4 separate regions of the Mus musculus genome follow, and all the other regions are linked to region 3. The links are chromatin contacts, called in public ChIA-PET, HiCAR-type and promoter capture Hi-C maps. All regions are on one chromosome and are shown on one strand. Each heading gives the region's core, a stretch centred on a gene start, on an enhancer-like site or on the middle of the called end of the contact. The rest is flanking DNA. Distances are from core to core; before and after follow the strand shown. Region 1 holds the start of Pitx3 (paired-like homeodomain transcription factor 3). Region 2 holds the start of Nolc1 (nucleolar and coiled-body phosphoprotein 1). Region 3 holds the start of Pcgf6 (polycomb group ring finger 6). Region 4 holds the start of Fbxl15 (F-box and leucine-rich repeat protein 15).

Evidence for each region. ChIA-PET counts read pairs in DNA pulled down with a chosen protein or histone mark. HiCAR-type assays count read pairs that join an accessible place to other places. Capture Hi-C pulls out chosen DNA fragments and counts their contacts.
Region 1: a HiCAR-type map of astrocytes shows a contact between it and region 3, with 5 times the contacts expected there. The contact joins the promoter of Pitx3 here to the promoter of Pcgf6 in region 3. A contact is called at or near these places in 3 of 115 datasets of contacts at active chromatin or transcription factors (astrocytes, bone marrow-derived macrophages and pancreatic cancer cells).
Region 2: a promoter capture Hi-C map of liver shows a contact between it and region 3, with 3 times the contacts expected there. The contact joins the promoter of Nolc1 here to the promoter of Pcgf6 in region 3. A contact is called at or near these places in 6 of 39 promoter capture datasets (cranial neural crest, embryonic stem cells, erythroid cells and 3 more) and 1 of 9 other capture datasets (liver).
Region 4: an RNA polymerase II ChIA-PET map of memory CD8 T cells shows a contact between it and region 3, with 6 read pairs. The contact joins the promoter of Fbxl15 here to the promoter of Pcgf6 in region 3. A contact is called at or near these places in 6 of 39 promoter capture datasets (cranial neural crest, erythroid cells, frontonasal cranial neural crest and 3 more), 2 of 115 datasets of contacts at active chromatin or transcription factors (memory CD8 T cells and pancreatic cancer cells) and 2 of 9 other capture datasets (liver and macrophages).

What each region holds. Positions count from the first base shown.
Region 1 is chr19:46,145,699-46,152,045 of GRCm38.p6, reverse strand. It overlaps Pitx3 (paired-like homeodomain transcription factor 3), which reads left to right and starts at 3,721. Exons shown (of 4, transcript NM_008852.4): 1 at 3,721-3,845.
Region 2 is chr19:46,072,090-46,078,546 of GRCm38.p6, reverse strand. Nolc1 (nucleolar and coiled-body phosphoprotein 1) reads right to left here and starts at 2,700. Exons shown (of 13, transcript NM_001039353.2): 1 at 2,398-2,700. The coding sequence starts at 2,517. It overlaps Pprc1 (peroxisome proliferative activated receptor, gamma, coactivator-related 1), which reads right to left. Exons shown (of 14, transcript NM_001081214.1): 13 at 6,213-6,364; 14 at 5,638-5,998. The coding sequence ends at 5,895. RefSeq lists cis regulatory regions at 2,743-2,749, 2,772-2,778 and an enhancer at 2,720-2,791.
Region 3 is chr19:47,047,339-47,054,438 of GRCm38.p6, reverse strand. It overlaps Pcgf6 (polycomb group ring finger 6), which reads left to right and starts at 3,533. Exons shown (of 10, transcript NM_027654.3): 1 at 3,533-3,988; 2 at 5,350-5,449; 3 at 5,543-5,639; 4 at 6,276-6,331; 5 at 6,433-6,492. The coding sequence starts at 3,620.
Region 4 is chr19:46,324,146-46,330,425 of GRCm38.p6, reverse strand. It overlaps Fbxl15 (F-box and leucine-rich repeat protein 15), which reads right to left and starts at 2,242. Exons shown (of 4, transcript NM_133694.2): 1 at 1,900-2,242; 2 at 1,598-1,751; 3 at 833-1,338; 4 at 1-324. The coding sequence starts at 1,952. The coding sequence ends at 135. It overlaps Psd (pleckstrin and Sec7 domain containing), which reads left to right and starts at 3,270. Exons shown (of 18, transcript NM_028627.2): 1 at 3,270-3,342; 2 at 4,204-4,259; 3 at 5,413-6,150. The coding sequence starts at 5,497. It overlaps Cuedc2 (CUE domain containing 2), which reads left to right. Exons shown (of 9, transcript NM_001164291.1): 9 at 1-614.

The sequences.
Region 1 (6,347 bases), core at 2,472-4,971, 900 kb after region 3:
CAATCTTGCCTACGCCCTCCTGTCTTCTGTGCCCCACTTGGGTATATGTGCCTGTCTCATCCTAACTCTGATTTTTGCATTTTCTACTCCATTCCTACCATCCAGAAATAGAGAAAATGGTAGCAGAAATCTTGGATACCTAATTAGAGTATCCTCATTTTCCAGACGTGGAAAGAGTTCTACCGAGGAAAGCTGGATCCATGCATAGCAGAGAAAAACATACACCTACCCCAGCCAATTCGGTGCGGAGAGTAAGGGGCATGGGGGTACTTAATACTTCTTTTTAAAAAGAAAGAATTTGTCTATTTTAAGATAATGCTCTTAGCCACTAAACCATCTCTCCAGCCTCCCTCAATACTTGGTATACCTTACTCCATAGGGCTATATGACTCTCAGTTCAGCCCTTCCTATTAAGCCTTGGACAAATCTTAATGAACGATTGGTGGAGGTGTATGAGGATCAAGTCTGAGGGCCTAATCTCACACCATTAGTCCACATCGTTAACAAAAAGAAGAAGAAGAAGAAGAAGAAGAAGAAGAAGAAGAAGAAGAAGAAGAAGAAGAAGAAGAAGAAGAAGAAGAAGAAGAAGAGGAAGAAGAGGAAGAAGAGGAAGAAGAAGAAGAAGAAGAAGAAGAAGAAGAAGAAGAAGAAGAAGAAGAAGAAGAAGAAGAAGAAGAAGAAGAAGAAGAAGATGATGATGATGATGATGATGATTTCCCATTTTCCTTCGAAATGCGGACAGGTGAGACTGGAAAGGAAGCTTAGCAGTTAAGTGTGCTTGCTGCTCTTCCAGAAGACCTGAGTTCAGTTCCCAGGATGTACATAGCACTATCTACTGTAACTCCAGCTCCAGAGGGATCCAACACTTTGGGCACATACTCACACAGAGACACGCGCGCTCTCGTGTGTGTGTGTGTGTGTGTGTGTGTGTGTGTGTGAGAGAGAGAGAGAGAGGGGGGGGGAGAGAGAGAGAGAGAGAGAGAGATCTTTCTGTAACCCTGGCTACTGACTGTCCTTGAAGCCCAGGCTGGCTTCAACCTCACAGAGATCTACCTGCCACTGCCTCCCAAATGCTGCACCACTATGCCAGGCACAGACACATACATTTCAAATAATAAAAAATAAATCTTTTGTTTGTTTGTTTTTCAAAACAGAGTTTCTCTGGGTAACAGCCCTGGCTGCCTGGCTGCCCTGGAATTCACTTTGTAGACCAGGCTGGCCTCGAACTCAGGTCTGTCTGCCTGCCTCTGCCTCTCAAGTGCTGGGATTAAAGTCATATGCTACCATGTCCAGCAAAGCAAACCTTTTCTAAGGCCATTGGAATGTGGCCTTGAAACAGGCACCCAAGGCATCCATAGGTTATGATCCTCTAATTTAAAAAACCATCAGAGCCAAATCCAATATGAAGAATCCCCCAACAACTCCCTGTGTCTATGCATTGGTCTTGGTCTCTAGGTCCAGCTAGGAACCTAAAGGAAGTCAGATGAAGATGATACGATCACCAAGGTATTTCATTCTATGATACCTCTGAGCCATTTTTCTCTTCGTTTGGTCTTTAGGGCTTCTCTCAGGTTGGAGAGCAAATAGGAAAACCCTGTAAGTAAACTAAAACTCCCTACTCTCCCCTCCCTATCTAGGTATGCCTCCAGACATTAGACATCTTAGAAGTATGTGATTATCAATTAAAGATGGAGAGAGAGACAGAGAGAAAGCAATCCCCAGCCCCTCACAGGTGCTACACATCATTTAACAGATAAAACAGGTTTTTTTTTTATTTATTTCAGTGCAACATTTATTGAGTTTCTTTTTCCTTCTCTCTCCAGCCCCTTTCGCTCCAGCCCAGAGATTTATTTATTTATTATATGTAAGTACACTGTAGCTGTCTTCAGACACACCAGAATCAGAGGGCATCAGATCCCATTACAGATGGTTGTGACCCACCATGTGGTTGCTGGGATTTGAACTCAGGACCTCTGGAAGAGCAGTCAGTGCGCTTAACCGCTGAGCCATCTCTCCAGCCCCCCATTTATTGAGTTTCTATATGCCTGTGAATAGAAAAAGAGGAAAGAAATGCTTCTTGTTCTCCTAAATTTTATTTTATACAAGTCAACACATCAGTTGATTCCTTCAATATGGAGGATGGAGTGATATCAAATCTATACATAAGGGGTCATGAGAGCAAGAAGCTACACCTTTGGCCAGCCTGGAAGTTCAGGCAAGGCTTCTCAGATAAAACAGAACCTAAGTGGAACTCAGAAATTAGGATCAGCAATATAACGACTGTTTTTGTTGTTGTTGTTGTTGTTTTTTGTTGTTGTTGTTGTTTTTTTTGTTTTTTGTTTTTGGTCAGGAAAAATTAGAGGTCGTTCAGGATGAACAAAACTGAAGATGAAGACAAATCAGGGCACTCAGTACAATGCACAGAGGTAGGATAATAGTTGAACGTTTAGGGCCAGCCAAAACCAGAGAGCTACAGAGCAAGACTCTATTGAAGGGGGGATTGGAAGTTCAGGTCCTGAAGATCAAATATGCCACATTAGGAAACTTTGACTTTCTCCTGAAGGCAGTAAAGAGAACTATCGTGCTTTAAAAATTGATACGTATGCTTAGATTCATCTTTGGAGCATACTGCACGGGGCTTAAGGACTCTCAGGGGCACTAAGTAACCCGCCTGTCATACTCCTTGGACACCTGTCCTGTCCCTTGCAAACACTTAATCCAAAAACGCCAACGCTACCCTTACCCACAGGACCAAATCTGTTGTCGTGGGAAACACGACACGGCTGAGGCCAGGAAAGCACAGCCCAGGCAAATTGATAACTGCAGCGTGAGAGGCCGAGTGCTCACACCTTTGAAGCACACAAGGCCAGACAGCCACTGGAAGCCAGGGAGGCATCGTTGTTACTTGTCCAAGGTCAGTGAGTGAGGGAAGATGCTGCTGTATACCACTTTGATTTCTCTCGTTCCAAATCCTGCTTTCTCCAAGTTATCTTCTTTAGGGGAGAAAAAAAAAAATAGAGATAGCTAAGGAGAGAAAGATAGGATGGAAAGGAGGGGTGGTCTTTAAAAAAGAAAGCCTTTCGAAGTGATAGAGTAGGGAGCAAAGCGGTGGTCAGAAGAAAAAAGGAAGGCGCACGAGGACTGGAATAGAGACAAAAGAGTGGAAAGACAGACAGCGACAAGTGGAGAAAATCGGCGAAACGAGCGGCAGCAAAGTGTGGGAGCTGAGACCCGACAGCCGGGTTCTCTGTCCCGCCTGACGGTCCTGCAGCCGTCTCCCCCGGCACTGCTTCTCGTGACTCCGGGGAGAGCCCAAGGCCTCAATTAGCCACAGTTCGGGCTGGACTCAGGGGCGACACGGACCACCGTACTTTTGCTAGCTTTGCCGAACCCGAGAGTCCCAGCTGGAGCGCAGTCCGGGCCACGTGGGGAGGGGGCGTTGCTCAGTGGATGGCAAACGCTTCTGATTGGCCATAGGGGCGGAGTTCTTGGCTGCCGGGTGGCAGGACCCCTCCCACTAAGGTGGGGCCTAAAGGTTCACAGCTGGAAAGGGAGGAGCAAGGGCGGCGCATCTGGAAAGGGGCGGGCCTGGGGCGCGCGGCATGCTGCGGCGGGCTGGGGGCGCCCTGGGTTGCCATAAAGTGAATGGGCGCCGGCGGGGGGTGGCACTGCACTGTGAGACTCACTCTCTCCTCCGCTAGCCTGGGAGAGCCCAGCGGAGCGGCCGCCCCAGAGCAGGGGGGCGGCCCCCACCCCGCAGGGTGCCTGGCCCCTGGCCCCTGCCTGCGCTCCAGAACGCCGCCGCCACAGCCACCACCCGGAGTCTGCCTGCTGCGGGACGCACTGTGAGTACTTGACCATGCAGGGAATAGGGGCTCAGGGGACCGAGGGACCAAGGCTGGTCCTGGGACTCCTAAAAGGAAACCTGGGGCGGTTGAACTCTGGTGTTTGGGGAATCGGTCAAAAGGGAAAAGGCGTATAGTAGCCCCGGGGCTGGGACATGGGAGAAGGGAAACTCTGAGGAAGGACGTGGGGGACTGAGAAGAGATTTAGGGGACTCAGAGAGAAGCCGAAGAACTGCACGAACCACAGAGTGGGTAGTCTGGAAACCTTTACCAGAGAGCACCTTGAAATCTAGGGGCAAGCGGCAAGGGCCAGAAGGTGATAAGGGTAGCCAACTGAGGAGAGGGCAGCGGTCGCTCAGCCTAAGGGCAACAGGCGGCTCGCAGCGCCACTTGGCCCAGGCTTAGACAGACTCCAGCGTCTGGAAGTAGGGGTGCGCGTAGTAGCTCATGCTTTCCTTCCCAGCTGCTCCGCAGTTGGAATTGGAGCCCTGTTGCGAGAGTCGCTACTGGGTCAGATGGCCGCTGCGAGCTACAGGGCCCAAGCTGCCAGCACAACGCGACACGACTGGCAGGTCTGTCGTGGGCCGTTTGGATCTGGAAGGGTCCAGATCTGGAGCCTCCTCGGAATCGGACAGAATGTCAGCGGCACGTGGGGTTTGGAACGGATAGAACGCTTGGGGCGGCAAAGTGGGTCTCTCTGGGGAGCAGACGATGTGTCCAGCAGTGGTGAACGGAATGTCCCTGGCCGACTGGCATGTCCACCTATCCGGCAGCGCCTGCCCAGCTGCGTTATGTGCCATGGGGTCGGCTCGGTGGGTCCCCTGAAATCCCAGCTCCCAGTTTTCAAACTTGATTTTGCCTCTCCTGCCCGTTTGGGCCTGAAAGGAGCTGGGAGAGTAAAGGGTGCAGCACGGCCTTGGGGCAGGGTTCCTCTGCAAGACAACCCCCGCTCCAGCTCAAAGAGATCAGGGCATCAGTAGACTTCCCCAATCCAAACTGAGGAAAGACTAAGCCCTACAAAGGGAAGACTAAGCTACAGGGTGCAGCAGCCGCAGGCCACTCACAAGCCTCCGAGGGGCTCAGTCCCCTCACAAACTCGAAGTCAACTGTTAGGCCTTCTTTCTTTCTTTCTAACCCTAATTCCAGTACAACTGACCGGATACCCTCAAATTCCTAGTCTGGTTGTTAGCCCACTCAAGGCTCCTTGACCAACTAAGAACCTTCCAGACAAGAAAATTTTAACCCTTTCACAAAGCAAAGCCTATGGTCTTGAGAAAGGGGCCGCTGAAATTCCGACTCTGTGGTCCCACGGGGTGCCTTTACTAGCCTCTCAGCCTGGCCAGGAAGAATGTCTCAGTTTGCTTTCTTTCTGGCTGAGGCTGATTCCTTTGGACCAATACAATGACCACACTCCCTGACCACCAACTCTAGCTAGAGCCCAGTTAGGCAGAAGAGGACAGAGCAAAGGGAACTCTGAATCTATTCTCGCAAACATGACAACTCAGCCAGGGGGTGAGTTTTCAGGAGGACTAACGCAAGGCACTGTTTAACAATGAGTTATCTTTTAAAGAAAGAAAGAAAGAAAGAAAGAAAGAAAGAAAGAAAGAAAGAAAGAGAGAGAGAGAGAGAGAGAGAGAGAGAGAGAGAGAAAGGAAGAAAGAAAGGGAGTGGGAGAGGAGGAGGCTACTTTTCTCATTCTCCACCCAAGAGTAAAATATAATTCTTATTTCTTACACGCCTACTTCCATTCCTCAGTCCTAAAGTTTTCTTAGGTACTGGCTAAGACCTTGTTCCTCATCTTTTATTTGTCCCTTGCTCTCCTTGATAAATAGAAAACCATGCCTCAACTGCTCCCATCTCATTATCATACAGGTCTCAGGGTTTTATGCTCCCGTTGCTTTGGGAAAAAAAAGAAAAAAAAATCACTGAAACTATCCAGGAAATGAAAGACTCCATGTTAGAGAAGAAAGAAAGAAGGCATTACAGCTGGTTCTTTGAAAACTCAAAGTTCTGCTTTCACCAAAGAGATGATAGATAGATAGATAGATAGATAGATAGATAGATAGATAGATAGATAGATAGATAACATCATAACAAAGATAACTAAAAAGAAAATCCGCCATTCTTGCATGAAACCATGTAGCCGAGTGTGTAACTGACCAGCAGCTCTTAGGGAAGATGTTACAGGCCTAGAGAAGTCAGAGAGTGGAGCTGGGAGTATAGCTTAGTGAGAAAGTATTTGCACAACATATCCAAGGTCCTGGGTTCCAGAGAGAAAAACAGAGACAGAGGCAGAGAGACAGACAGAGACAGAGAGACAGAGGCAGAGAATAGTTGACATGGGGAACCAGGAATGCAGCCAGGGAAGAGTGACAGAAAGTTTAGGTGCAGCAGGATGAAAATCTACAACACAAAAAGACCTACATGAGCAGAAGACTTTACTTGCTGAACTCCTGAAACTGGAGATGGGGTTGGGAGTGGGCGGCTTACAAGCTTAGGAAA
Region 2 (6,457 bases), core at 1,451-3,950, 980 kb after region 3:
TACAGAGTTCCAGACAGCCAGGGTTATGTAAAGAGACCTTGTCTCAAAAGTTATGCTATCTCCCTACTTAACTCAAAATGGATGTTACATCTTAAGACTTTTCCTACTTGTATAACTCAGGAGGAAAATATTACGCTTACATATCACCTAACTTTGAGCGTGAAAACTTTATGGTATATCCCTGTGCCTTTCCATATCTTTTAAAGTCTTAGAAATGTTGTACCAATTGATAACAGAGCGTTAGCTGAGGGCTGGAGAGATGGCTAAGTCGCTGAGAGAGCATGTTACTCTCCCAGAGGACCTGAGTTCATTACCAGCACCCAGAACAGGAGACGCAACAGTACCTGTTAACTCCACATACAGAGCTTCTGACATCTCTGGCCTCATAATTTCTAACTATTAACTTTTTTTTTTCTAATTAAATGACTTTTAAAGGCAGAAAGGCAGGGCTAGATAGGTGGCTCAGTGGTTAAGAGCACTGTCTGCTCCTTCAGAAGACCCAGGTTCAACTCCCAGTACTCACATGGCAGCTCTCACACAGACAGACATGCAGGCAAAACACAAATGTGCAGAATAAACTGTAAGCAAACAGAAAGGTGCGAGGTACGGTGGCACGCGCCTTTAACTCTAGCACATGGAAAGGAGAGGCAAGCAGATCGGAGTTTAAGCCAGCTTGGTCTACATAGTGAGTTCAAGGACAGCCAGAACATAGAGACCCTGCCTTAAGGAGGGAGGGAGGGTGCCGAGCAGTGGTGACACACACCTTTAATCCCAGCACTTGGAAGGCAGAGGCAGAGGCAGGCGGATTTCTGAGTTCAAGGCCAGACTGGTCTACTGAGTTCCAGGACAGCCAGGGCTACACAGAGAAACCCTGTCTCGAAAAACCAAAAAAATAAAGTAAAATAGGAGGGAGGGAAGAAGAGGAGAGTAATAATGAGCACTGGCTAGATGGTCCATCAATTCAGAGCACATGGAGTTGGGGGGGGGGGTTGGGGGATGTATTACCAGATCACATGTCAGGCTGTCCCGGCTGAAAGAACTCCCTTATTATGAGACTGACCTGATCTTTCCTTTTGTGGCAAAAATCACCTTTTTGTATTTTGCTACAAAGAAGTAACCTATCTCAAAAGATCTGGTGGCCTATAACCCAAGAGTCCCAGGATCTAAGGCCTACAGCCTTTCAAGGTGTTTCCACGAACACTACAGCTTTTCTTTCATTTTTTTTCCCCCTTATTTATGTGAGTTCATCTTTGCTGTCTTCAGACACACTAGAAGAATGGGCATCTGATCCCATTACAGATGGTTGTGAGCCACCATGTGGTTGGTTGCTGAGAATTGAACTCGGGACCTCTAAAAGAGCAGTCAGTGGTCGTAACTGCTGAGCCGTCTCTCCAGCCCGCTACAGCTTTTCTTAAGGTGCAGAGTAAACATTTTGCTCTTACATAACAGCTGTCACTCACCCCATGTTCCTGTGTGCCTACAATGGAGTTACTACTTTGTGCATTTTTCTCTCAGTGAGTCTCATTCACTCAAAAGCTGTAAATTGGGCTGAGCATGGTGATATACACCTTTAATCCCAGCACTTGGTAGACAGAGACTGAGCTGAGTTCAAGGCCAGTATGGTATACAAAGTGTGCTGCAGGGCAGTAAGGCACTTAGCATGAAGAGGCTGTGACAAGAGGTACAGAAGTTCATATCCATCCTCCACTACACAAGGACTACATGAACTTTGTCTCAAACAAAAGGCTGCTGGGATCATACATGCAGAAAGCCGCAGAGCCTGGCCTAACATCACTACCTGGAGCTCCAAGCTCAGTGCCAACTTAACACAGGCGGACGCTCACTACTCCTAGAGTATACTGAAAGCAACCTATCACCACACTCATTCATTTTTTTCTTTTTAAAAAAATAAGTAAATACAATATGAAGTCCTAGCTATCATTACTTCGCAATTTATCCCTGCACTCACTCATCTTCTTTTGTAAAAACAAACAAGTGTATAAATAGAATCCAAGCCTTCATTACTAAAATCTTTGAGTCTCAGGTAAAACTGCAATTAAGGGTAAGTCCAACAAAAAGTACAGAAGAACCACGCACCGCCAACCCAATGCTCCCGGAGGGATCTAGCGCCACATGTCCTGGGTCACGAGGGACCCATGCCTGTCACCGCTGCAAAAACTCACACCAAGTAAAAGCCGTAATACTCGGAGCTAGCTAGTCAGACATGGTGGAAGGAGACACCGAGACCTCCAGCCTGAGGAAGGTCCGCAGAGAAGCTGGGCAGACAACGGACTGACAGACCCCAGCCCTCGCCTCCTTAACTTCTAAAGCCGACAAGGCCTAGATTAGCTCGGAGAGTCGTCCCACCCCGGCCCGCAGACCAAACCAAGGACTCACAGCGCCGGTCGCTTTTGCAAATTTACTGGCCACCTCCGAGAGTTGGCTATCCCGCAGAAATCTGAGCACAAGGGGATAAAGGTCGCTGGGAACCACGCGGCGCAAGCCGGTATCCGCCATGCTCCGGGTAAAACGCGTCACTACCGTTGCGCACGCGGCACGACTTAAGAACACCAAAGCACAGCCCGGGTCGAGGGCGGGTCCAGTGTCGTCATCAAGTCGCGCGCGGCGCGCAGCGGAAAAGAGTGGCGCACACGAGGTCGCGTACCCTCCACCCGGGAGGAGAGACCCAGACTAAATCTAGAAGTTGCTTCCGGTCCCACACGCGTCATCATCCTGCAGGGGGCGGAGCCCACGAGCCGCCCACTAAGGAGGCGGAGCTTCTACGTCAGATGCCACGCTCCTGTCCGAGGCGGGAAAACTTGCAAATTCCCGCGCATTACCTTTGCTGAATGGGCTTCTTCCTACTGTAGATTTCCAAGCCCTGGCTGCTACTGAGACCTCACAGTACTGAATGGACTAACAATAATGGGTGCACTGGAGAACTCGAGGCTCTTTCAACCCTTCTAGAGGTGTCACCTACTGCTCAAACTCCCACGGACAATGGCTTCCTCCCTCCCTTCACACCCAGTGAAGTCCTTCAGGATACCACCCAGACCCAGACTCAAATCAGAGGATCCTAAAAGTTGTGGTGACAAGGTGTTGGTACCCCACATTGTCTGTCAGTCATAGCTAGGTTACAAGACAGTTATCCTTCCCATCTACAATTCGGAGAACAGGAACACGGGACCATCCCAGGGAAAAGATCAAGAAAAATCCTTTCTTCCTAAAGAAAGAAGTCACAGTGAATTCGGAAAACTTCAGTATCAGCTACTGTCCAGGTCAGGAAGCAATAAAGATGCACTTCCGGTGAATACCTTTCTTTTACTTTCCTCAAAACAGGCGCTCCTTCTAAAAGGACCCGTTATCCTATTTCCCAGAGGTGCTTCTATGCATACACAATCGTTTGTTTGTTTGTTTTGGCTTGTTTTTTTTTTTTCCAAGACAGAAAGGTTTCTCCGTATAGCCCTGGCTGTCCTGGAACTAACTTTGTAGACCAGGCTGGCCTCGAACTTAGAAATCCGTCTGCCTCCCGAGTGCTGGGATTAAAGGCTTGCGCCACCACGCCCGGCCTCAAAATCGTTTTTTTTAAAATACACACACCACCGGGCGGTGGTGGCGTACACCTTTAATCGCAGCACTCGGGAGGCAGAGGCAGGCGGATTTCTGAGTTCGAGGCCAGCCTGGTCTACAAAGTGACTTCCAGGACAGCCAGGGCTACACGGAGAAACCCTGTCTCGGAAAAAAAGAAAAAAAAAAAAAATTCACAAACCAAGATGGTGATCAAAACCAAACTGGTGAGCTTTAATGACACTTAATAGACACTAACCCCAGTTGAGAAAACTTTTATTCTCATAGGTATGGTGGCAAATGATTTTTTTGTTGTTGTTTTGTTTTGTTTTTCCGAGACAGGATTTCTCTGTAGCCCTGGCTGTCCTGGAGCTCACTTTGTAGACCAGGCTGGCCTTGAACTCAGAAATCCGCCTGCCTCTGCCACCCGAAAGCTGGGATTAAAGGCATGAGCCACCACACCCGGAGGCTAATGATTTTAAACCCAGAGTTGAGAGGCAAAAATTGCAGATGTCTGAGAGAGGGAGAAGATAAGAGGGAGAGGGGGGATAGAGAGAGATAAGGAGGTGGAAGGGGAGGAGTTTGACATAGTAACCAGGCCATGATGGCACACACTTTTAATCCATCCCAGCACTTGGGAAGCAGAAGCAGGTGACCTCACGAGTGAGATCCAGGACAGCCAGGGCTATACAGAAAAACCCTGGCTGGAAAAACAAAAAAAAGCAAAACCAACAAACAACTGTACCTCCTTCACCCCACAAGAGTCTGTATCCTAAAATTATCTTCATGCACAGGCCTAGCAGCTCTCACTGAAGAGAGTAGGCAGGAGAACCGGGATTCCAGTCCAGCCTGCACAGCTCTACAGAATTTAGAAAGGGCCGGTGTAAATGCTAGCCGTGCAAGCATAAACACCCGAGTTCAGATCCTTGACACGGCTGTACAAGCAGGGCACAGTGGCTTGCATCCGTAGTCCTAGGGCTGGCAGGGTACTGATGACCCTGGAGCTCACTGGCTAGATTTCTCCGTTCAAAAATAAAGGGAGGGGGCTTGGAAACATGGCCAGTCTGGCCTAGACTGCAAATTCTACAACAGCTAAACATTTGAGCCTGTTTCAAATAAACTCGTCAGATGAGGTGTAGTGGCACACACCTTTAATCCCAGCATCCAGAAGGCAAAGGCAGGAGGATCTTTTGAGTTTTGAGGCCAGCCAGGGATTCTTGCCTCAAACAAAAAACACAAAAGTGGGGAACGAGATACTGGACACAAATCTCTGGCATCCAGACATGGTTCTTACCGCCACACACAATGCACAAACGGGTATGTACACGTACAATTATCCTTCCCCCAGAAAGGGTGGCTGCGTTAGTTCAACAATACAGCTCTTGCTTCCCCATGTCTGAGCCTCTAAACTCAAACCCCACCCAGTGCTTCAATAACAAAAAAGGGGGGGTGGGGTGTTAGTGCCTAAAACCTTTGTCTAACACGAAGGACCTGAGGGACTGATTCTCCAGAGCCTCCACAACAAACTGCCAGGTGTGGCAGGCGGAGAATGGCTTCCTAGGGACACAATGGCCAAGCCAGTTTAGTGAGCTTCAGGGCTGTGAAGATGTGAAGAGGTCAGGACTCGTGAGGTGGGTCTAAGAAACCGTCCTGCCTCTGTACACACATATGCTGCCTCCCACACACATACAGAACAGGCTGGGGATGGGGCTGGAGAGTGCTTGTCTAACATACACTAAGTTCTGGGTTCAATGCCCAGCATCATATAAACCAGATGTGGTAACGTGGGTGCTTGGAATCCTAGCACTTGGGTGGTGGAGAGGTAGAAGCTCAAGGTCACCTTTAGCTACACAGAATGAGGATACAGGAGTCTTGTCAAAATATAAACTTCACATGCCTTTCAAGTTCGAGACGTTTTTTCCTGCCTTATTTTACATGTGACAGATGTGAGAGGCCAAGTCAATGTGACCTTACACCTATAGAAGAGGGCCTAGGAACTGAGTGACGGCTTACTGTGTTCAGAGAAATACCAGATAGACATTAGCACACAGAAAGGACACGCTGGAAGTTCCCTCTAGTTCATGTTTATTAGAGTTCCCCCCCCCACCACCTTACATAGAAATTCAAGTTAATTTGTTCAACACCTGTTATTAAAAACCAAATACCACTTAAAAATCCCAATTTAACACATTTTTATTGAACTTTTTTCTCCATTTCCTTATAAAACAGTCATTTTCCACACTAGCAGCTCTCCCCTAGAGTTGGGGAGGGGGTTGGAAGAGGCTGGACACCTCCAGAGAAAATGGGTAGGGGAGGAATGCCCAGGGTTACCTCCTGAGGTTCTTCTGGGCCTGTTTCAACAATGTATCAAAGTCAAGTGAATCGAATTTGCTCTTTACAGGAGCAGGATCAAAGTCTTCCCGATTGGAGTCTACAGAAGCAGAAAGGGACAAAAATTAAGGTCTCTTACCACACTTCTCAAATGGGAGCCATGGCCATCCAAGAAGCAGAGGGAGGCAAACTGCCCTGCTTGTGAAGAACGTGGGAGGCCCCTCCCACTCACCCACTCTGGGGTTCTCTGTATGTCAAACCCAGAGCAAGCTTTCCTCTCAAATGCTGTCAAGAAGCCCGTCTCCAACACTCACCAAGGTCAGAGTAACTCCTCTTGCAGAACTGCCTTCGGCCCCCAAAGCAGAGATCAAAGGGCTGCTCGTCTGCCTGCCGCAACTTGTGGCCACTCTCAATGGCTGCAAATGCCTCTTCAGCATAACGGTAAGTGACGAAACCATAGTTGTCACTAGAGGAGAGGGTGAGCCATTTGGGCACAGAGGTGTTTCTTCTCATTTCCCCAATGGCCAACCTTCTGATTATAAAAATGAAGGGGACCAGG
Region 3 (7,100 bases), core at 2,284-4,783:
TAAAGAATTTAAAGGGCCCAGCAAGATGGCTCAGTAGGTAAAGGTACTTTGCCACCAGATACAAACCTGATGGTATGAGTTTGGGCCTTGGTATCCACATGGAGGAGGAAGAAGAGAACTACAACTCTACAAGATTGTCTTCTCATTTCTACATGCTCTGTGGTAAATGCACTTTCCCACATACACATATTGCACACGTGCGCACACAAACACAAATATGATGATGAAGATGGTGGTGGTGGTGCTGCTGCTGCTGAAAGGGAGTATTCCGGAAGCACCCCACCCCTACGCCAGCCCCTGCTTTGAAAGCCTGGTAGTCCTCTGAAACTACATCTGAGATTCAGTAGCAGGCCGGGGCCAGCTGTGGTGAACTCCTTTAATACCTTCACTAGAGAGGCATCAGACGAAACTCAGATGAAATCTCTTGAGTCTGAGGCCAGCCTAGTCTACATCGTCAATTCTGGACCAGCAAGTCCCAGTCTCAAAAACAAAACAAAAGAAACCCCAAACCAAGCACACACACACACACACACACACAAACAAATAACAACAAATAACCCAGCAAACAAACACCAAAAACAAAGAGTGCCTCTCTTCCTCTCTTGCTATATAGCCAGCCACAACTCTTGTCTCGAAAGTCAGTTCTCCAACAGTGAAACCACACAAACACACAGACACACAGACACACACACACACACACACACACACACACACACACACGCACGCACACATCATAAATCCTGTCATTTGTACAAAGCCATGTGACAAACTGGCACAGCTTGGTTCATTGCCCCAGGTACACACATGGAAACCACCATCAATCATTGACAGAAAATAAATACTAATGACCACAGTTCCAGGGGTTGACCAAGGTTCAATCATAGTTCTAGATTTCCTTGAAGATAGAAGAGAACGAGCAACTTCTTCTACTGTTTTAACTTTTCTCCCTAGATGCCTAACCATTCCACCTCAGTGTGTTTTCTGAAAAGCCCATGCTGGCTTTAGTGCTTTGAGATACCACTCGTACCAGGACTCAGGCTTCATATACACTCTCTGGCTTTTCTCTCCTGTTTCAGGTTTACTCAAACAATGGGGTATACAGATACCAGGTAGAAAGTTTTATGGAATGTTCAATGATCAATGGAGGGTACACATCAATATCATTTCTTCTTTATGATGTTTATCAGTATAAAAGAACTATATATTTTTTAAAGATTTATTTATTTTATGCATATGAGTACACTACCATTGATCTCTTCAGATGCACCAGAAGAGGGCATCAGACCCCATTACAGATGGCTGTGAGCCACCACGTGGTTGCTGGGAATTGAACTCAGGACCTCTGAAAGAGCTGTCGGTGCTCTTAACTGCTGAGTCATCTCTCCAGCCCAAGAGCTATGTTTTTTTTTTTTATTTAGCTCTTTTATCCTGATTTTATCCAGTCTGTATTTTCTTTTGTCATTTGGCGTGTTAGAGACAAGAGTGGGAAGGCAGTTTGTGCCTGTGATCCCGGCACTCGAGAGGCTGATGCCCTCAGAAGATTCCTGTAGTGTATGTCGGGGCGTCTCTGTAGTGCCAGGAGTTTGAGCCGTAAGTCTTCATGTGTCATTTGAGTGAAGCAGCAGAGAGCTCAGTCCAGGACCAGAAGTGGATATCTTTCAAACCTGCCTGTAGTTATCACCACTTCTGGCTAGGTCACACAAGCCAGAGGTTTCATAACTCCCAAACAGGACCACCAGTTGGGGACCACGTGTTCAAACACAAACCTGTGGAGGGACATCCATATTCAAACCATAGCATGTTCCTCTCAGTCCCCATAGGTTCCTGGGTTATCTCATAATGGAAAAATGTGTTTAGTCCAACTTTCGGGAGCCTCTACATCTTTTCTTGTTTGTTTTATTTTTACTTGTTTATTTTTAAAGATTTTATTTATTTATTTATTATATGTAAGTACACTGTAGTTGTCTTCAGATCTCATTAAGGATGGTTGTGAGCCACCATGTGGTTCCTGGGATTTGAACTCAGGACCTCTGGAAGAGCAGTCAGTGCTCTTAACCGCTGAGCCATCTCTCCAGCCCCTGTTTTATTTTTTAAAGATTTTTGTTTTGTTTTGTTTTTGTTTTTCAAGACAGGGTTTCTCTGTGTAGCCCTGGCTGTCCTGGAACTCACTCTGTAGACCAGGTTGGCCTTGAATTCAGAAATCAGCCTGCCTATGCCTCCTGAGTGCTGGGATTAAAGGCATGTGTCACCACGCCCGGCCTTTTTTAAAGATTTATTTACTTTATATACACAGTAGCTGTCTTCAGACACACCCGAAGAGGGCTTAGGATCCCATTACAGATGGTTGTGAACCACCATGTGGTTGCTAGGATTTGAACTCATGCCCTCTGGAAGAGCAGTCAGTGCTCTTAACTGCTGAGCCATCTTTCCAGCCAGCCCTGGGTTTGTTTGTTTGTTTGTTTGTTTTAGACAGTGTTTCTCTGTTATGCTCTGGCTATCCTGGAACTCACTCTGTAGACTGGCCTAGGACTCAAGAGATTTGCCCGTTTCTGCCTCAGTGCTGGGATTAAAGGTTCCTTTACCACTTGGCTCCAATTGAAAACTATATTTTATTTATTTTTCATTTTTATGTGTAGCATGTTTTGCTTGCATATATGTATGTTCACCATTTGCATCCCTGGTGCCCAGAGAGGACAAAAGACAGCATCTGGAACTAGATGGTTGTGAACAGCCATTTGGGTGCTTGGAAGAGGGGTTCTTCTTAAAGGGCCTCTCTGCACGAGCATCGAAGTGCTCTTAACAGCTGGAGCCATCTTTCCAGCTCAAGACACCTCCACGTTTAACTGTCTCAATAGTGTTCAAAAGTCCAAAGACACCCTTCAGTGGGTAAGGTCTGGAACTTTTCTCTTCCTTTTGGAGACAGGGGTGTTGGAGTGCTGCCCAGGTGGGTCTCAAATTCCTTGGCTCTAACATTCTGCCTACTCAAGGCTGAAATTAATAAGTAGGTAACCATACTTGGCTTATGTGGTTATTCTTATCAAAGCTGTCCTCTAACTTTTCCCCCTCATTTCTCAGAAATCATTTCGCGAATCAGTTCTCTCCCTCTAACATGGGTATTGAACTCAGGTCGTCACACTTGGAGGCAAATTTTTTACCTGCTGAGCCAGCTTAGGGTTTTTGTTTGTTTGTTTGGTGAGACAAGGTCTTACTAAGTAGATAGATGCCATTAACCATGGACGGAAAACCACAATTAGTCCTCAAAATGAAACCATCACTCCTAATTCAAGAACACATGGCATCTAGAGTTCAATGTTCCATGAATAAACTGGTGCAAGTAAAATACTGAAACTGTAGCATTTTAGACTCTCCTGAACAGCACACTGCAGGCTTCGACCGCGAAAACCGGTGAGCTTCCTTCAAGGCGTGGCCCACACGCCCCGCCCCAACCTGAGCAGCTCCGCCTCACCTAGGTAGCCTAGGTGAACCACACTTCCCAGCGGCCTCTGCGGAGCGCCGGCGCCTGCGCACTGGTACGAAAGGGGGCTCGTGCTCAACTCGCGCGCTAGCCGTCCGACTCGCCTTGCCTCGCTCTCAACTCGCCAGATTTCTGATCCCCGCCATGGACGAGGCTGAGACGGACGCCACGGAAAACAAGCGCGCCTCTGAGGCCAAGCGAGCCTCAGCCATGCCGCCACCGCCACCGCCTCCGCCTCCCATCTCTCCGCCCGCCCTCATCCCGGCACCCGCGGCCGGCGAGGAGGGCCCGGCGTCCCTGGGCCAGGCGGGCGCTGCCGGCTGCTCTCGCTCTCGGCCCCCGGCGTTGGAGCCCGAGCGCAGCCTGGGCCGCTTGAGAGGCCGCTTCGAGGACTACGATGAAGAGTTGGAAGAGGAGGAGGAGATGGAGGAGGAAGAAGAGGAGGAGGAAGAGATGAGCCACTTCTCTCTGCGTCTGGAGTCCGGACGGGCAGACTCCGAGGACGAGGAGGAGGTATCGACGACCCTGCCAGACCTGGCTGCGCTCGAGCGGCCTCTGGGACCCAGCGGGGCGCAGACCTGTGGTTGCCGTTGTCGCTGGAGCTCGCGGCGCTTGTGTAGCGCTCCATCCCCGCCCACCCAGGCGTGGCCTCTCTCCGGCTTCATTTATTTTGTGGAGTCCTTGCAGATCATTTAGGGCACTCTGGGTCCCGTTTTTTTGTTTGTTTTTGTTTTTGTTTTTTTTACATTCTGTAAAAGTCTTTGCGTAACGTGGAGGGAGTTAGATGTCTAAGGCTACTGGCAGGTGTACTCTTTTTTTTCTGCAGGATGTTGAGAGGGTTTGGGACCCCTCCCCCATTAAAAATAAATAACAAATGTGTGAAGAAAGGCATCCCGGGGATAGGGTGTAGGCCAGTTGATACAGTGTATCTCTGCCCTGCAGGACGCTCGGAGTTCGAGTCACAGCACTGTCTACACTGGATGTGGTAGTAGACACTTGTTACTACCAACATTCGTGAGGCAGAGGCAGCAAGTTCAAAGTCATCCTTGGTAATGTGGGGAGACCAGGCAGGTTTAAGGGCTTTTTGTAAACCAACAAAAGAACAGGTGCCTTTCACTGTTAGTTTCCTATATGTCAGAGAACTGGGACCGCTTAGATACAGTGTTTTCTTTAGATTGGATATTTTGAAGGGTTGGAGTGCAATTAAGTTACACTGCTTATAATGAAATCTTGGGATCATGGCTTAACTTGTTTTGAAATGAGACCTTGTAGTGTTGGCTTTGGACTGGGTTTGATGTTGTGATTTTAAAAAGATAAAGGGGTATTAATATATGTTCTATGGGGGTGTGGCGAGGTGTGGGGGAAGGGGGTGCCCCAGCGGGCCCATGCCAAGGCATCCCTTACCCCTGAGGGACCAGCCACACGACGATATAGTATAGAATAGAGTTTATTCAGGGCATGGGGAGGGAAGTTAAGAGGGTAGTAGAGGCAGAGAGAGAGAGACAGAGTAGAGAAGTGGAGGAGGGCCATGACCACGTGTAGAGAGGGCGGGAAGGGAATGGGGAGAGAGATGGAGCAAGGGAGGGAAGAGGCAAGGGAGAGAAGCAGGAGTAAGAGGAGGGGGCAAGCAGTCCCTTTTATAGTGGGCCAAACCTACCTAGCTGTTGCCAGGTAACTGTGGGGAGGAGCATACCTGGCTGTTGCCAAGTAACTGTGGGGGTGGAGTCCAGACCCTACCAACACTCTTGGGCTCAGATGTCACAGCTGACTTGTGTAAGTTGGAATATAGGCATTAGACTTCCTACTTGCAGCTAGCTTCTGAATTTGAGAAGGGAAAGGCTTGTATCCTAAAATGGTTACTGTTGCACTTACAGCGCCTGATAAACCTTGTCGAGCTGACCCCCTACATCCTGTGTTCGATTTGCAAAGGTTACCTGATAGATGCAACCACCATTACAGAGTGTCTTCATACCTGTAAGCACATAGTTCGCATTTCCGAATGGTGTTTTAAAAATGTGAAGATGTCTGTAAACCATCCTAAATTAAACATTTTTTCTCTTTCACTAGTTTGTAAAAGCTGCATTGTGAGACATTTTTACTATAGTAACAGATGCCCAAAATGCAACATAGTTGTCCACCAGACTCAGCCTCTTTATAATATAAGGTAAGAATATACACACTTAAAATGTATCCACATTTAAAATCATTGTTGCCAGTGTTTTTTGTTTTTTTTTTTTTTCTGAAATCTTGACATTGTGCAGTTGGGGGTAAATCCTTTGAATGCTATCAAAACGAGAAGGAAGGGAACTGCACAAGAAGTGTGTGTGGAGCACTTACTGTGTATCAGGCACAGACGGCTAGATCTGCTGGAGACTTTAAAAGCAAAACTCAGTGTGTAGACCATGCTGGCTTTAACCTCAGATCCACATGCCTCTGCGTCCCGAGTCTGGGATTAAAGGCGTGTGCAGCACAGCACCTAGCTTCAGCAGTCTGTTTGTTTTAACTTTTATGTGTGCATGTGTACCACATGTGTACTTGGGGCTTTTGGAGTCACAGGAGATGGTTGGATTCTCTGGAACTGAGAGTCACAGATGGTCTTCTGGAAGAGCAGCCAATGCTCGTCTCCGTCTCTGCAGCTGAGATGGAACGCAGCAATTAAAATGCAGTCCGGCATCAAGTTCACGTTCTTACCAAGCATGCAAGACCAAGGAGCAATGCTCCTAAGAGAAAATAGTGAATTCATTTTGTACCTAAATTCTTTTTTGGATTCTGAGATATTCTCCATTCTTCTTTTTATTAGGTTGGACCGGCAGTTACAAGACATAGTATACAAATTAGTGATCAATCTAGAGGAAAGTAAGTTTCTTTTATTTCATAGTTGTGAATCCCAAAGTCTCTGTCTCTGTTAGTTACATCGTAAGTGTAGTAATTTAGTCTGTGTTTTATCATTTTTTTAGGAGAAAAAAAGCAAATGCATGACTTCTATAAAGAAAGAGGTCTAGAAGTCCCCAAGCCTGGTAAGTTTGGATGTGTTCTGCATTCACAGATTAAAGAACAAACTGTTGTTGAGGTGCTGTCCTCATTCCTGTCCTGTCACAAGTAGACCTAGTGGAGGCCACTCGGGCTAGAAGAGGTTTAGTTAGCTCACAGCTCAGGTTACATCACCCTACAGGGAAAGCCGGGGAGTGAGGGAGAACCAGTACCAAGAGACGGCACTTGCTGCCTGCTCATACAGTTGTCTCTCTCATACAGTCTAAGACTCAAACCCAGGGGATGCCACCGCCCACTTTTGGGGTGGGTCCTCCCAGGCTTGCTCTCGTCCCTCCTTAAGACCCTTCCCTGGTGATTCTTGGTTAAGTCAATTGGAATGAAAATGAAAACAACCATCACGGGTGCTTTGAAGGTAATGCTGCAGGGTAACCCAAGTAACATTTTGTAAGAACTAAGAGGACTGACTGGGTGTAGTAGTTCAAGCCTGTGAGCTCAGCACTCAGGAACCTGAGTCTGGAGGATTGCCGTGAGTTCAAGGCCAGCTCGGGCAACATGATGAAACACTTCATTTAAAAAAGGAAAGTGTAAGCCGGGCGTGGTGGCGCACGCCTTTAATCCTAGCACTTGGGAGGCA
Region 4 (6,280 bases), core at 993-3,492, 720 kb after region 3:
TTTGAAATTCCAGGGTGGGACAGGGGATTTCACAGGCCTGTCAACCACAGGCCCCCACAGTTCAGTTTCCCTATGGCTCAGGGTCAAGCCCGGGCTACACAGTCCAGCTGTGCTCCCACCCCAAGGAAAGTTAGTCAGACCTGTAGGTTGACAAAGGGTGCGAAGCCTGCCATGTCCTGGAGTAGCACCAGAGCCTGGTGCAGGGGTGGTTCCACGTCGATGTCCACACCACGCTTCCGCAAGCGGCTCAGGCTCGGTTCAGCCACATGGTGGCAGTGCCGCACCCGCAGAGAGCGCAGCGCCGGGCAGTACTCGGCCAGTGTCCTGAGGGAGGAGTATGGTGATGCTAGGTGCTGAATCTCACGGTCTGGAGGGCCAGCCCTCTAAACCCGCAGCTGGCTCCAGCAAGTTCTAGCTTTCCCTCCAGCTCAGGGTCTGCTCTTTTTTACTGTACCTAAAGGAAGGGGCCAGGAAGGAATTACAGACTCCAGGCTCATTTGGGGTTTCTGGTTCTTAGAGAGTACCAATCCATAGTTCCTTCCAGTGTTTCTAGATTACCCACCTTGTTGCAGAAATGCCAGAAATCAACTTTATGTGACATTTCTCAGTGTGTCAATCTTGGCTCCCAAGTCTGTTTATTTTTTGTTTTTGTTTTTTTTTTGGGGGGGTTGTTTTGGTTTTGGTTTTTGGTTTTGTTTTGTTTTTAATTGTACACTTTCTAGCCTAAAAAATGCCAGAGGTCTTTCTAATGGGTCTTTGACAAGTACAACCCACCTCCCTATCCCCAAAGTGACTGCCCACTTCCTACAGTACCGCCCCCATGCCCAGGCACCTGACACCGTCGCTTCCGACCCGAAGGCAGCCGGTGAGGTCTAGGTGCTCGAGCTGCGGGCAGTTTCGAGCCAACTCTTGAACCGCAGTGTCCCCAACATTGGCGTTGACTGCTAATGAGAGGCTGCGGAGGCCCGCGCCGCGTCTCTGCGCCAGGTACACGATGGCCTCGTCCTTGAGTTGACGACAGGCGGTGAGGTCTAGCTCCTCCAGAGCCGGGCAGCGGTCAGCGAGGCCACGCAGTGCCAGCCCGTCCACCCAGTCACAGTGAGCGAGGGAAAGGCGCTGCAGACGCGGGCAGCCCTCAGCCAGCGCCCCCAGGGCTCGGCGACTCAGTTGGCCGCAGCCGGCCAGCGCTACGCTCCGGAGCTGTGGATTCCGTGCCAGCACCGGCACCAGGTCCTCGTCCGACAGCCATTCGTGACACGGAGCCAGCGCCAGCTCCTGCAGCCCCTCAGCATCCCGCAGTAGCCGGGCTAGTGCCGCCCGTGGAATCTGTGGACCCACCTACGGGCGGGAGACACGGAGACTCAAGTCTGTCCCCGGGGCGGGCCACTGCCTGGCAGCCGCCTAACTTCGGGACTTTGCCCCCTGCCCTCCCAGAAGGGACACCGAGCTCCCTCCGAGCCGCTGCCCTCTGGAATTCTCCACGTCTCACCCGGGGTCGGGAAGGGTTTACCGCGCAGCAGGGGCTGGCCTGGAGGCGGGGCGACGGTGGTACCCACGCGGGGGCGTGGCGTGGGCGTGGCTCCGGGCCCCGGCTCACCTGAGCGGCGTCGAAGCGGCGCAGCCTCGCCAAGTGCAGCTGAACGAGCGCCCGGAAGGCGCGACTGACGCGCTGCAGCCGGAGCAGCTGGCGCAGCGGGACCCAGTTCAGGACGTGCGGGAGCAGCACGTCTTCCCAGGGCAGGTCCAGGAGCCTGAGGGGGAAAACGGCGTTGACGTCCCCGGGCCGCTGTTACGTGCGAGTCCTTCTGTTATACCCGAGAGTCCCGGCTGGCAAGAGGGATCCGCGTCCGGCCCAGACTCGGCTGCCCTCCCTCCCTAGGCCCCTCCAGTGCTCGGTACCTGACAGCTCCTGGTTCTTGCTCCCCTCCGGACTGCTCCATTGGTGGCTCCATCGCTGTCTACTGCGCGTGCGCAGTAAGCTCCACTCGCTTTGGCCTTGAAGCGGCTGCGGCGAGCCCGCCTCCTTGGTCGGAAGAGACAGACCGATTTAATCGAGTGCGGTCTCACTGAGAATCCTTGTCAGGAAGCTTTTCGGATGGATCCCGAAACTGAGGCAGAACGGACCAGTGATGTACCATTAGATGTCTTCTCAGCTACAGGGCTTGAAGCCCGAGGCTGGAGTAGCGGCGAGCGAACACTGCTTTCGGTCTCCGTTGCGGGCCAGTAGCCGCCTCTGAGTGGTGATGGGAGGAGCAGACAAGGCCAAAGGCAGAAGGGGCGGAGCCAGGACTCCTAGGTTACCCAGTGCCTCCTTCTGTCCTCTGGTCGCCTTTAAGCGACTTTGGAAAAAGAAAAGGGGGAGAGGCTGCCCAGACTATAACTAGCTGGTATGTACTAGGTGCTCAATAAGCAACTGCCAAAAGACTAGATTAAATGGGCGACGCTAGGGCTTTTACTCTCAAGCACACTTGTTTAAACCTGCCATTTCTTGTGAAATGCACAATCATGACATCCATCTCTTTCCACTTCAGGGCAGCGTAGTCCGGCTCTTTGCCTAAGGACAAAGGACTATATAGGACCAGCCAGGTCTGCTTTCCAGCGGTCCAGAGTCCGAGAGGAATTGCCTGCTCAGTGCAGGCCACTAGCCGTACTGCTTTGACTGGTCCTGGATTAATTGTAGGGACATTGTCTTCCCAAAGCTCAACCACTAGGCTCCCCTTTCACTGCACCCCCAGATACTAAGCCCAAGTCCCTCTCTGGAGAACCCCTGGCGTAATATTTTCCTCCAACATCTGAGGTGGGTGTGGGGCATGCGAAAGACTGTAAGACCGCTGCATCCTATCTACATGATTGCGTGCCCTTATGCAAACATTTCAGCCGCTTCGTAACGAAAACTGCTTCCCATCCTTATCAGGGGTTTGGGTACATCAGCAAAGGTAGGAAGGACCGTCCATTTTAAAGACAGGCAAATCGAGGCTCTAGGGAGAAAGCTCCCTAACCAGGATCAAACGAAGCAAGGATAAAGAACCCAGAAATCCTGGTTTTCCCAGAATTCCTTCTACACTACCTCATTACTGAATTGTAGCATAAAGAGAAAAGCCAACTAGCACCGGAAAGACACAAGAGGGTGAAGGTGGATGAGGGGATTGCTTCCTCGTCTCAGTCTACTTGGGGAAGGGGTAGCCTGGAAGGATCTCTGCAAGATTGATGTGGGCGCGCACCACCTCCGGGCGCGCGCCTCCACACCCCCCCCTTTGTTCGCGCCTCTGCGCTTGCGCATTACGACAAATCTGGCGCTGTCCCCTTCAGCACCTCGCGGAACTCGCGCCACCCCTCCCCGCGGTGAGCCCCGCGCACCCCCGCTTCGAACGTCCTCGCACCCTCTGGCCACCCGAATCGACCCTCTCTTTCTTCCCAGGTCATAACTTGCCGGTCTTGGCCTTCCAAAGGAGAATAGTTACCATAGTAACTCGTGTGGCGTTTTCCTAAAAGAGCCAGACCCTTTTCCACCCTGGCCAAGGGCACAAGGTTTGCCTGTGCTTCTTGTCCCAGTCTCGGGGTCATCCCTTCTAAACTCTCGTCCCTGAAAAGGCGGGACGATTAACCTAGGCAGTAAGGAAGTTCCTCCTGGAGTCTGATTTATCCTTCCTCTGCACTCCGGGTTGGGGTTCAGGACAGGACTCCTGGGTCTGAGGTTCAGAACCCCAAAGTGTTTATGACTGCATTCGCTTAATGTCCCTTCCATAGTTGGGTCTTCTGGTTTTAGGGGGCGGGTCCGATCTACTCCGTACCGTGTGCTTTGCGTGGCCGCGTGCTTGTGGGGGCGGGAGCGCGTGTGGCATGTAACAGGTCATGTGGCAGCCTCCTAGGGACACGCGTGGGGTCTGGAGCAGGACAGGCGTATGCATCTGGACCCTACGTGTGGTTCAGATGATGGACGAGAGAGAACTGAACACGAGTGGGGTGGGGCATATGAGGGTTTAGGGAACAGAATGGGGTCTTCCACATTCTCCCTTTCCTCTGGTGTGAGTCTTAGGTAGTGACTAGGTGGTGACATTCTTTGGGACTTAGGGCCCTGGGAATGGAGGGAGGTTGGGGGGGGGGGATTAGCGTTGCTTGAGCAGAGCGTGGGGAGGGGTGGAGGAGGGACTGAGAGGCGGGCGGGCGGGCCTGGAGCGAGCGGGAGCCTTGCTGCTTTTACAGCTGAGCGGGGCCCAGCCTCTCTGCCTCTCTTCGATTCCAGCTCCTGACGAGCAGCGGTGAGTACTGGGGTGCCTTGGAGGAGGGCCTTCACAGGGGAGGTCCAGGCTCCTGTTGAGCTTTAAGAACCTGTCTGGCTGGGGTGCTGCTCCTGACAGCTTTCTCTATGCTGCTGCTTTGCCATCAGAGGCCCGGTTTTCCTTTATGGTCTCTTCTGGGCTGGGCAAGATATTTCATATCCCTGGAGTTGAGGGAGAGGGATGTGGTGCAGCCCCCTCACCCACCCAGACTTGGTTACTGGTGTGGGGAGGAGAGAATGTGTGTCTCTGATTCTGTGAGCAAATATGCATTTGTGTTTATGATTGTGACGAGGAGGTCTCTGATACACCTGTTTCTGTGTGCATCAGAGAACGAGAGCCTGAATTTTGGGAACCTCTTTGTGTGCTATTATTTGGTGATGTGTGTGTGTGTGTGTGTGTGTGTGTGTGTGTAAGATAAGCATGTGCTTTTCCATCATACACATATTTGTTATGACTGTGATTGTATGAGGGTGTGTCTATGAGCAGTACTGCGTGTGTACTGGAGGGTGTTGCCTATGAATGTGTTAACTACTGATACTTTGTCCTTCTGCATGTGTGTATATGAATTCTTGTGTGTGTTTATACATGGGTGTGTGTGTGTGTGTGTGCATGTACTGGTATGGAGAATAGAATATCTATTCCCCACTCAGCAATCTATGGACCGATGTTAAGGCCTCTTCAGACCCTTCCTTCTCTCCTCTTCCCTCTCAACACTCCATCACCCCCATGCAACCCCCTTTTTCTTCCCTCTCCTTCAAAGAAGCATGGTTTCTCCTATTCTAAGTGAGGGTCCCCCATAAGTGGAACTGTAGAGGATACATGGCCTCTATCATCCAGAAGATAAGATTCCAGCCTCCACCCAAGAGAGAGTTCCCGGCTGCCCCAGAACACAACTCCATGAGCTGAATTAGCTTGCTCTTTCACCATAAAGTGATGCTCAGGGCTCCCAGACAGAAGAAGAGGAGCCCCTGGAAGCTTTCCAAAGCAGGAGTCCCCCGGATGGCTGATCCCACATTCCCAGGATAGGTCTCTGGACTTTAGAAGGCCCAACCCACCTTCCCATCTCTGTCTCTGCTGCCCCGCCTGTCTGACTCCAAAGCACTCCACCCATGTTCTCCTTCCTCTCTTGCAGGCCTGTCTGAAGAGCATGCAGCCCCCTTACTCCCTGCCTGGCCTCGCCATCCCTGCCCCCCCAGCCTGACCCCCCGGCTCCAGCATGGCCCAGGGTGCCATGCGCTTCTGCTCAGAAGGCGACTGTGCCATCTCCCCACCACGATGTCCTCGTCGCTGGCTCCCCGAAGGCCCAGTGCCCCAAAGTCCCCCAGCCAGCATGTATGGCAGCACAGGATCCCTTATACGACGAGTGGTGGGCCCAGGTCCTCGAGGCCGGGATCTGGGACGTGTGACAGCACCTTGTACCCCTCTGCGAGCCCCTCCCTCACCCCATATAGCTCCCTCACCCTGGGGACCCTCTTCACCCACTGGGCAGCCTCCACCAGGGGCACAGAGTTCTGTGGTCATCTTCCGTTTTGTGGAGAAGGCCAGTGTGAGGCCACTGAATGGCCTACCTGCTTCTGGAGGCCTGAGTCGGAGCTGGGACCTGGGCGGGATTTCTGCCCCCAGGCCCACCCCAGCCCTTGGACCTGGCTGCAACCGGAAGTTGCGGCTAGAGGCATCCACATCAGACCCACTCCCAGCTGGAGGAGGCTCTGTTCTTCCTGGCAGCAGGGACCCCTCACGTGGACCATTGGTCCCACCCCAGATCGGGGCAGATGGGCTTTACTCCTCCCTCCCCAATGGGCTGGGGGGGACCCCTGAGCACCTGGCCATGCACTTCCGAGGACCTGCAGACACCGGATTCCTAAACCAGGTATGAAATCTGCCTTGGGCTGCCTGGGGCCCTAGTACCTCAGCTAAGGGACAAATCTCAGCCCCTGTTGGACTGAGGTTTGTCTTACAGTCACCCAAATCCTTTAATGTCCTAAATGAGCTTTTATTGC